Regions from separate parts of the Rattus norvegicus genome. Here region 1 is linked to region 2. The links are chromatin contacts, called in public Hi-C maps. All regions are on one chromosome and are shown on one strand. The core of a region is the stretch at or near the end of the contact, and the rest is flanking DNA. Distances in the headings are between cores, read along the strand shown. Region 1 holds the start of Irx1 (iroquois homeobox 1). Region 2 has its middle 210 kb from the start of Irx1.

Region 1 (5,187 bases), core at 1,367-3,866, 210 kb after region 2:
TGCTCCACATTCTGTCCAAAAAAGGCAATGAATGCCCCCCCCCCCCAACAAGGATGTTAGCACAAGAGCCCTATAGCTCTTTCAGACTGGAAACCTTCCTCCCGCATATTACAGATGCCATCAACATCTTGGCCCCAATTTTCCAGAGACATGAGAATTTCCAGCTTCTGCTCAGGCATCCCCTCCAGCTGGAGATTTGTGGGTAATTTTATGACTGTTCTTGTGTTCCCTACGTTGCTGTCTTCACCTCCCTGTTGCTCCCCACTACTAGAGGTTCAAGCTTCTGGGTGAGGAGCCAAGGAGAAAGAAAGGAGGCTCTACTAGCCCCTTCCAGAACTGGGTTTAAGCACAAGTGTCTTTCTTGCAGCTTGATCTATAGCAAAGAGCAGTTAACTTTCCTACACCTCACCAACCTAGTCCATACCCTTGCTGCCATCCAGTCTGCCCAGCCGCATCTCTCAAATTATCTTGTAGTTTCCACCCATTTCCTGTCTTTGGTGCAGTCAACCTACATAGAGGGAGAAGTCACACTGCTGGTCCAGTGGGGGGTGAGAATAAATTACCCCCAGTTCCTCCCCAATCCCCTTCCTAAGAGGTCTAATAGACCTAAGGCAAGTGACCCAACACCTGCAAGTCAAGCAAGCAGTTGTGGGGAGTGATGACAGGCTGGTGACCCTCTGCCACTGCATACTGGCAGGGAGATGTATTTGGAAGACTTCCCACCTCCTTGCTCAGGTCTTATCTTTCCTGCCTTTACCTGTCACCTGAAGTGAGTGGTTCACTGAGCAAGAACAATGGTCAGGTCCGCTATTCACTAGAATGAAGTGATGTATTTGTTTGGAGGATGTAAGATAGGATCCTAAGATTCTGGTTACAAGATGGCTGCCGAGCTGGGAACCGGGAAGAGGTCATGATTAGGAACTTCATAAGCTAGAACATCAGGGAGTTCCCTCAGGGTAACCTCCAGACTAAATCCAAGCAGAAAAGCAGTTCCTGAGGTTCCTGGGGGTTGGGAGGTATGAAGTATGTAGGCTCTTATGGAGTGAACAGCCTGAACAAGTAAGAAGCCCTGAACCAGAGGAGAGAAATGAAGCCTGATTTTCCTGCTGGTAATTAGTAACTACTTTTACCAGTTGTATTGTGGCTAATTACAGGCAACCTTCAGTGTCTGATTTCAAGACCTATAGGGAGGAGGACTTTCTGATGTTGCAGGAGTTTGGAACTCCAGGCAAGCAAGTGGGCTTTAGCTGGTGTCCAGGGTCCTGATGGCACTAAAAACAGCATTTCAGTGTGCATGTTGGGGCTCTCTGTCAAGCCTGCCCCTGTACCTCTTAATTCTCTAAGTCTGGCATTAGACTCTGAGGGTGAAGCTCTCTGCATGATTGAATGATGATGTGATGTGACACTCTCAGACATATGCCACATTATAGGCAGCAGCAAGAAATGTGGCACTAGCAGTTCTGAACTTCCAATAGCAATCTAGGGAACCCAGCACAGAAGCATCTTTCTCTGGCTGGCCCTGCTGTATAAGAGAGGAAGGTACATTCCAAGTCTGCCCGGAGAACAGAGCAGCCAGCCTCCTGTCCTAGGCCACATAACTGCTGCTGGCTTTCACACTGTCTAGTTCTCATTCTCCCTGCCTCTGAGATAGAAACTGGGCAGAGGAGTCAGGGGTGGGGAGCTCAAGGCCAGCGGACTGATGGCTGTCCTGTCCTACTGGCTAGTCGCAGCGCCGCCTCAGGCCTCAGGTACCTGAGCTCCACACAAGTTGGCGCTCCCAGTCTGCACACCTAGTGGATAAACGCGGGCACCCAGGCCATGCAGGCTTCTCCAAAGCTGGAACAAAGATGTAACTATCGGCAAGATTCAATCCTCCCTTTACCTTGCGAAGGTCCGTTCCTTCCTACACTTCCTTTCCCCTCCCTCTAGGATCTCTCCGCTACTAGACAGTGATTTCTCGGCTGGCTTGCCCGTTTTCGAAGTTTTTATATTTGGAGGAACCGACAGAGCACGGCCACATCCCGCTTCCCCAAGAGCAAGGGGGTCAGCGATTTCCAGAGGATCTGTTAATAGCAAGTGGGGCCAGGGAGACGAAGCACCCTGTATCAGAGGTGTCGAGCCAAGCGTTGATTTATCCGAACACTTCAGCCAAATATGTCCCACGGAGGTGTTGCAACGCCAGCCACAGAGGAGAGGCTGCTCGCTATAGACTGTCCCCTGGCCCCAGGCCTCTCTCCCTGCCACCCCAGCTGTGGAAACGCAATCCCGGAGTTGCTTTTGTTAAAAGGAGGTGGGGGAACAGATCTCGGATGCAAAACCGGGTGTCAGACAGCTGTAAACCGGTGTCGACAGGTTGTCAAAAGCCGCGGGGGCTGGTTGGGATGAAGCCTGAGGCCTCCGGACCTAAACCAGCAGACGGGCCGCGCGCGCCCACCGGAGGAGGAGGTGGCCCGGCGGGCGCGGGGCACCACGTGCTCGCCGTGAGGGGCGGGAGCGGCCAGCGAGGGCGGGCTGGAGGCAGGGAGGGGGCGGGAGGGGAGCCAGGGGCGGGGCCTGTGCTCAAGGGGATGCCAATCAAAGCATCAACTTCAAATTGTGTCTGAGAGCCCGGCCGCCGAGCGGAGGGCGGCCGCCGCAGTCGGCGCGCGATCTCGGATCCGGGCGCAGCCGGGCGCCGCCAACCAGCACTGGGCTGAGGAACAGCGAGCGGCCCCCGCCCCCGGGCCGGCCGGAGCGCGCCCGGCCCGCCGCCCGCAGCCCCAGAGCCGCGCCTCCTCGGATCGACAGCCAGTCTCTTTGCCCGCGCAGTTAGGGTGCCCTCCACCACCGCCAAGCCCGCGGACATGTCCTTCCCGCAGCTGGGCTACCCGCAATACCTAAGCGCCGCGGGCCCGGGCGCCTACGGTGGAGAGCGCCCTGGGATGCTGGCTGCGGCCGCGGCTGCTGCAGCCGCCGCCTCGTCGGGTCGGCCGGGGACTGCAGAGCTGGGAGCGGGCGCCGGAGCGGCCGCGGTCACCTCGGTGCTGGGCATGTATGCCGCGGCGGGACCGTACGCGGGCGCACCCAACTACAGCGCCTTTCTGCCCTATGCCGCGGACCTCAGCCTCTTCTCACAGATGGTGAGTGCTCCCGCCTCCCGCGCGTCCTCCTGACCCGCACCCACGGGAGATCACGGCGCCCAGGGACAGCGGGAGCGGTTGGCCGAGCAGAGAAACAGAGGACCCGCAGGCAGTGTCTGGAAAAAAGAGCAAAAGGGGTCCTGCACAGGGGATCCGGTGGCGGAGACCTCGTTCCCCCGGGACTGGGGAATGCCCAGAGGCACAGGCAGTGACCACTGCAGTCTTGGGGGTTGAAGACCCGATCCTGAAAGGGTTGTGCGCTAGTAGAGAGAAACCCGAGAGCAGGCCTGAGAGCGCGGCAGGCGCTGGAGGTCCGGGCAAAACCGCCAGGCGCCTCTGTGCGACAGGGCAGGCCCGCCGGGCCCCCGCAGCCAGGGCCGCTTTAGTCACACTGCTCTGGCCTGGCGGCTGGCCTCGCCTGAGCGCTGCAAGAGCTTTCTCTTGGGCCCAGAAGACCTTCCTTCTCCCTCTTTGGCAGAGCAGAGGTAGTTGCCCTGAACTTTGCCAAAGGGAACCGGTTAAATCTAGCGGAGTCCGTCAAAAACATCCCAACAAACAATAGACGTCCGCGGAGCAGAGAGGTCTCTTAATGGCGTGTGTAGGCACCATAGGGATCGGGATCCCGGTTAAGAAATACTAAGTTGACATAAATTCTGGTTACCGAAACGGTGTTTGCTTTTACTTTCGTAAGTTGCCAAACTTTCCTTTTCATTTGAGCCGAAAGAAAAGCACTTTTCTTCCCGCGTTACATAAGGGAGAGTTAAAGGAACAGTGTCCCAGTGATTAAAATAAATGGTGCTTTCCCATCTCCTGTCCCAGTGGGTGTCAGATGGGTGTGTGTGTGTGTGTGTGTGTGTGTGTGTGTGTGTGTGTGTGTGTGAATTTAATTCTCCACAGGAGTATTGGCCAGTCTGTCCTTTCCACCGATCAATTTTTCTTGGTTTGACTGAAAGGTCGGACTGCTTAAACTTGAGGCCGCTGGCAAAGTGCAAGGCGGGCGCGGGATTTTGGGAGGCAGTCCCCTGCCGCCCTGCTATCTTCTGGATAGGGCAATTTCCAAGAACCCCGAATTATCCAGTCCCTGGGAAAACAGACCAGACCAGATCCCCTTAAAGGATGGATTGTGCAGGAGCAAAGCGGCTAGCGCGATTTCCCGAACTTTTCTTGTAGTTTAGAAAGAAAGCCTATTTCTTAGTGGTCGGCCGGCCAGCTGCCTTTCGGGTGCTTCCCAACCAGGAAGATCAACCCCCCATTTTGTTCAGACAGCCAGTATGCCCCGGGAGCGATGAGAGATTTACAAGGTGCCCTTTCGAAAACAATTCCCAACAGAGACGAGGCCGAAATTTCTCCTTTACTATTACAACTAAAATAATTTTAAAAGGCGAAACGTACATTTTACAATGGCGAGGTTCAAACGAATTCGGGCCACAGAAGTCTCTGAGGCGCGGCCTCGGTCACTAAATTAATTAGTCAAAGAAACAAGCTTTTAGTAACTTTTTTAGGGTTCCGACTTCGTTTTTGTTAACCTGGTAACTGGATCCTTTTTAAAATGGAAGACGAAAGGTGATTTATTTATTATTTTTACGAATATTTTTAACTGAAAATTTGAATACAGATGTGAGCCATTTGGGAATCCTGCCTCTGTGCTTGTGGGGGAGGGGGTCTGCTGCCATTGTGGTGAGGTATGGAAGGTCGGTAGGAGGTTTGTGTTGTTGTTTAATTTTGTTTTCTCTTTAAACTAAAGGGAAAATAAAATTCCTCCCCTAAGATGTTTGTGTTACCTCCAGGTCTCCTACCGGGTTCTTGGAAAGTAAAGCTAAATCCAAACCCTCAGAAGAGGCCTAGCTTTCTAACCTTTAGGATCCGGTATTTGGAACCCAAAAGATAAAATTGTGAGTGAACGTCTGTCTGGGCAATTTATGGTAATAATGAGGCCTAATGAGGCTGTTAGAAAGATAAAATGTTATTTACCAAAAAACCTGATGGGATAATTTGACTTGCTGTGTTTTACTACTGATGATAAAAAGAATATTGATTGCAAATAAATCATGGCCTCTAAATGCCTGCA
Region 2 (5,084 bases), core at 397-2,896:
GTATGGTGGTTTTGTACTTTCTCTTTGTGGTGTGAATGATGTGTGAACATAATTTGAGGAATGGAGTGTAGCTGGTTGCTTACATGTGGTGTGTATATGTAGATGGCATTGTGCTCAGGTAATTGGACCAGGAAGCCTTCCTGAGCACACGAATGCCACATAGACTAAACCAACCCCTGAGACCAATAATGTAGCAAGCAAAATGTCACTCTGAGGGGTGAGATGACAGCCCACAGCTTTGGTTATCTTGTTAGCACATGGACTAACACTGATCAGAAGCCAATCCTCTGAGTGTTACATATGATGTACACATGATACATATGGGATTTGTGTTGTGTTAGTGTGTATGTAATTCATATGCTACATGTATATATGATGTATGAATAGGAATACAGGGATAAGTTGCAAGTTCTGGTATGTCCGGGCTATGTACACTGTATAATACATGTGGAATCTACAGTAAGTGTGGTATGAATGTGACATGTTCTGTGTATGAATATATGCTGTATACATGATACATATATGTTTTGTATAGTATGTGTTCTATAAGTCTGTCTTACAGTGTGTATGTGAGGCTGCTATGGTCTGAGAAGTATATTGTATGCATTGTGTGTGTGCCAGTTGTGCTATTTATACGGTGTGTAAGCCACATGGTCTGTGCAGTGTGTGGTAATATTTTGGGTAGGGCCTCAGGGAGACTGTTCTCAGCTTCTGTATCTCCATATTTGGGATATGGATATGACATATGGCTATTTTCCTTGGAGAAACATTTGTCCTGCCATGATGTTTCACTGACAGAACATTCATTTTAGTTTTTTCCACCCACTACCCTCAATGGGTTGCTCTCCTGGGTTCAAGTCTACAATTGTACCTGCCTCCCCTGCAATATCAGGAGGACATCCCCTGACCTGTCTCAGACTCACCTTACAGGAACAGGGTTAGGGTTAGGGTTAGAGTCTCTATGAAGCCTCAGGGAGGGGAGGTCAGGAGGAGCTGGGGAGAGGAGCAGGGACAGCTCTGGCACCAGCTAGCATCTTGCTGAGCATCACCCTGGTGCTGAGGGTGGCTTCCCCTTGCAACAGTACAGTTCCTGTACTTGTCAGTGTTTCTCACAGAGATGCCACAGTAACCCAGGTCGTATGTCTCTGGGGACCTTTCCACAGGTCCTAGTCTGCTCCACACTGAGGCCTTAGGAGGTGAATCTAAGATCAAAGGGGGAGACTTCCAGACATGAGTCAACACTAGACTTCTTTCTTTGCTTGTAGATTGTGTAGATAGAAGCCAAGAACCCAATCCTCTTTGTCCCTAGCTCCTTTGGTCCACCGTTTGGTGCTAACAGGTAGCTAGGCTTTGCCTTTGTCTAGCACTCTTCTAGGCTGGATGTCCTTAGCTGAGCCTGTTGTGAACCAGGATATCACCCGAATCTCCTTAGGCTATGAGTATCAAGTGCGCTTTCTATATCCACCCAAGTGCCCTTTCACCCAGTGAAGAGCCACAGCTCTCCCATCACACGTGTCAGTGGGATTCTTATGGATGTCTGTGATTCTATAACTCTTGAAAAAATAAAGCCAGCAGGTCTTCGTGTGGTGACAAGGGTCACAGGTCAGCAACAACACAGAATGAAATCTTTCCCAATCTCTTGGAAAGGCTCCGGACAGTGTTACATAACACACAGAGGTCAACCCTCCCTATCAGAGGCTCAGGGGTGTGTGCGTTGAGTAACAAAGACTGCTGTCCTTCTTCAGACCCCCTCCCCCACACAGAGCCAGCAAGGTACGTGAAGGAATTTCCATATTTCTGTGAATGCACAAAGGACTAGACACTCGCCTTCATATTTAATAAAGATCTCTGCCGTCAGCTGCAGCCTGAGATAAGTGTAATATCCTTAAATGGTTAATCCAGGGCTCAGGGCTCAAGTGTTTTCTGCGGGTTGAGGCAGGAGGCTGTTGGAGCTGCCGTGTGCATTTCATAAACCCACAGGAAAAAAAAATGTCTTTGCTCTGGCTTTTTACTCTATCTTAAATGCTTTATTTTTTTCCTGGGCTAGATAAGGACTGGTTCTTCACAGAACACCAGAGCTTAGCTGCTGCTCCGTCTCTCTCCGTTAAGGAAAAGGTCCTGTCTGCGCCCAGATGTCTCAGATTAAATTGTATCTCAGCGTCCTCACAGTGCTCAGCTCTAGATGAACTGCCAAAAAGGCCGTAGGCAAGAACTAAATTGCTTTGGTTTCAGTACACAGAGAATTTGGCTCAGACAAGCTGAATCAGTACATTAAATGCGAATCCCTCACAGATTTGAAAGCAGCCCTTAGCACAATTATTGACTGTGAGTGATGATTATGTCTAATTGAAGGAGACTTGAGCTACCTGTAGCTCTGCTGGAGTCCACCCGAGCCGAGGCAAGCGCTGCCTCTTAATTCAATGTTCCGTCTTGGTAGCCTCAATTGAAGTGGGATCCTGAAGTGTCCACACATGGTCGATAAACTTTAATAAACTTCACAGGCCCAGTAACTAGGCAGAGTGTATAATTCAATTTTTTAATTCGGGAGAGGAAAATGGCTAACTAGTATGTTGGGCTACAATAATGCGTGCATCTCCTGCACACTGTGACCCCCCCCCCCCCAGAAAGGGAAGAATGTGTCCTTGGGTCCTGAAGGTCTGATGTCACCCTGGAATCTGCCTCTTTATTCAGGGCTGTCCCCGTTTCTTGGGACAGAACAAGCTTCTGGCAAATTTAGGACGACGACAAAATTGTGTGACTATTCTATTTTATACCTTTGCCTGAGGAGATGACACAAACAAAAGGAGATGTGCACCGGGTCTCCTAATGGATCCCTTATGCCTGTCCGGTCAGCCAACTCTGACTCATTCCACAGCCCAGGGGCAGTCACTCATGGCTATGAGGAAGTTCCTCCCTGCAATAGACCTAGAGACTTTCTTCTCTAAAGGAAGGGTCTTTTTCTCAATAGCCTATGTTCAGAATCTGATTTTTCAAGTGTTCTTTGAATAGGACACAAGGTCATATAGCCACATATGCCTTCAGTGCACTCCTCCCACACACACACACACTTAACTCATTGACCATTTTCCTACCATTGTAAATTCGTTCTAAATGAGCTTTTGGGCCACTTGTAATTACTGGAGGGTGTTTTATGACAGGATTTGTGACTAAAGTGCTTCCCTTTGCTATGCACTCGGCTCATCCACATTCCCCCAAATTGTTCCTTATCTGTTGCACAGTCCTAGTCACCAGACACATTTCTTTGTGAGGAACGATGTGTGCTCTGACTTTTTGTGACTTGGATCATGTGCAAAACAAAGACCACACCTTAGCAGTCCTAGCTGATGCAAATCGATGAAGTGGGAGTTCACATTCTTAGCACAGATGGGATGTTGAGAGAATCTGATGGATACCCAGCACAGCTATATGGCTGCATCATTAGCTAGGATCCTGTCTGTCTCTCAGAACATGCAGGTGACACAGTTCTTGGCTACAGGCATAGCCCACACACCTTTCCCTGGGCCTCAGAAAAATGCAACATGAAGCCATGTGCCAGTTCTACTGAAATCCCTAACATTTTGTTCAGTGTGCAAGTTGAGGCCAAAATGCCAATGGGAGCATCTGGATATTGGCCTTTCTTGTCCCTGCAGGTCTTGTTAAAAACTCACCTTGGAGACAACATGGAATCACTGTTGGCATCTGCAAGTCACCATGGCACTGAGAACAGCGCGAGTGTCTGACATCTTCATGTACTTTATCTCTGTATCCCAGGTGATTCCTTGAAAGACACCACTGACATCTTTTAAAGATTATCATGAACACTGCTTCTCAAGAGGCTGAGGCAGGGGGATCATTTTAAGCCCTGGAGCTTGAGGACAGCTGGAGCAATATAGCAAAACCTTGTCTCAAAAAAAAGTTTATCAAATACAGTAAGAATAAAAAAAGATTCTCTTTATGACTTCAAAACTCCAATAGCAACAAAACCAGAAGACTTACAAGCCACTGCCCACTGCCTCCTTTTGTGACTGTCACATGGCATTAGGATTCCAAGGATTGTTCCTAGACATGTTAATGTGTCCAGATCTTCCAAATGGCCTATGGATATGATAAAGTTTGAGGCTGAGGCTCTAATGATAAATTAGTGCATTTGTGAGAGAAAAGACTAGAGAGTTTGTCCCTCTTGTTGTCACAGAGGACGCAGAGAAGGTGGCATACAGCACAACACGAAGACAGGCCCTTTTAGGTCCTGGCTGCACTACCTTTTGCTCATGGACTTTGAGTACCCAGGTCCCATGAGGATAAATAATCTGGTGACCACATCCCCAAGAAAAGGAATGCTTGCTGGACTAGCCTGAGTTATCAAATTCAATATTGCTAGTACTACAGAGGCTGTGGAGAAACAGAGAGAATCACAGACTTCTCTCACATGTTCTGGATTGCCAAGATGAGGTGCTGGTGATGTTAACTCATAGCTAGATAATCTACTGTTCTTTTCATAAATCACTGTCATGTCCTAAAGGACAAGCTTTACCGTAACAAGGCCCAACCCTGTAATATGCCTGTTTACAGGAATAGGAAGTGTTCTGGAACTGTGGACATCCAGTACTCACATCAGTCCCATGGTGACTGTTAACTGCAAAAGCATGTGTCTGTAGAAAATATGGCTTTTCTTGTTCAAAATGCTGTGGACATGAAGCCATGATCCTTGTAACTTACGTCTTGACATTCAAACAATTCCAGTAATATACTCTCTAGATCTTCTGACTATCCACCTGCTCTTCTGACCCTCCACCTACTCATCTGCTCACCCACCTGCTCTTCCAAATACCCACTTGCTCATCCAATCACCTGTCTGCTCAACTCATCAGGCACCTGTACACCCCCTTGTCACTGAGAAGCAAAGGTGAAATGGCACCCATGTAGGAAGAAATGCTGCCTAGTCTGAGTTCTAGGCCATGTGGCTGCTTGCCGAGCTTCCCACAGAGCCATGTACCTACAGCTGCTTACTATCAGGTACTTTAATAAGTTTTATCTTATTGCATTTTTGGGGCTACAAAACCTCAAGCAAACAAACAACTGAAAAG

What was found. A called contact is a pair of places that touch in the nucleus more often than the background predicts.
Region 1: a Hi-C map of hepatocytes shows a contact between it and region 2, with 2.3 times the contacts expected there. The contact joins the promoter of Irx1 here to the enhancer-like site in region 2. A contact is called at or near these places in 3 of 12 Hi-C or Micro-C datasets (hepatocytes, kidney and liver).

What each region holds. Positions count from the first base shown.
Region 1 is chr1:33,120,506-33,125,692 of GRCr8, forward strand. It overlaps Irx1 (iroquois homeobox 1), which reads left to right and starts at 2,617. Exons shown (of 4, transcript NM_001107331.2): 1 at 2,617-3,119. The coding sequence starts at 2,844.
Region 2 is chr1:32,912,530-32,917,613 of GRCr8, forward strand. No RefSeq gene overlaps it. Among named protein-coding and RNA genes, the nearest start is that of Irx1, 210 kb to the right of the region's middle. Within about 2 kb of position 1,647, at least 3 of the 93 cell types and tissues checked have an H3K27ac peak or open chromatin away from gene starts, as enhancers often do. A contact at or near this core is called in hepatocytes, where this site is marked.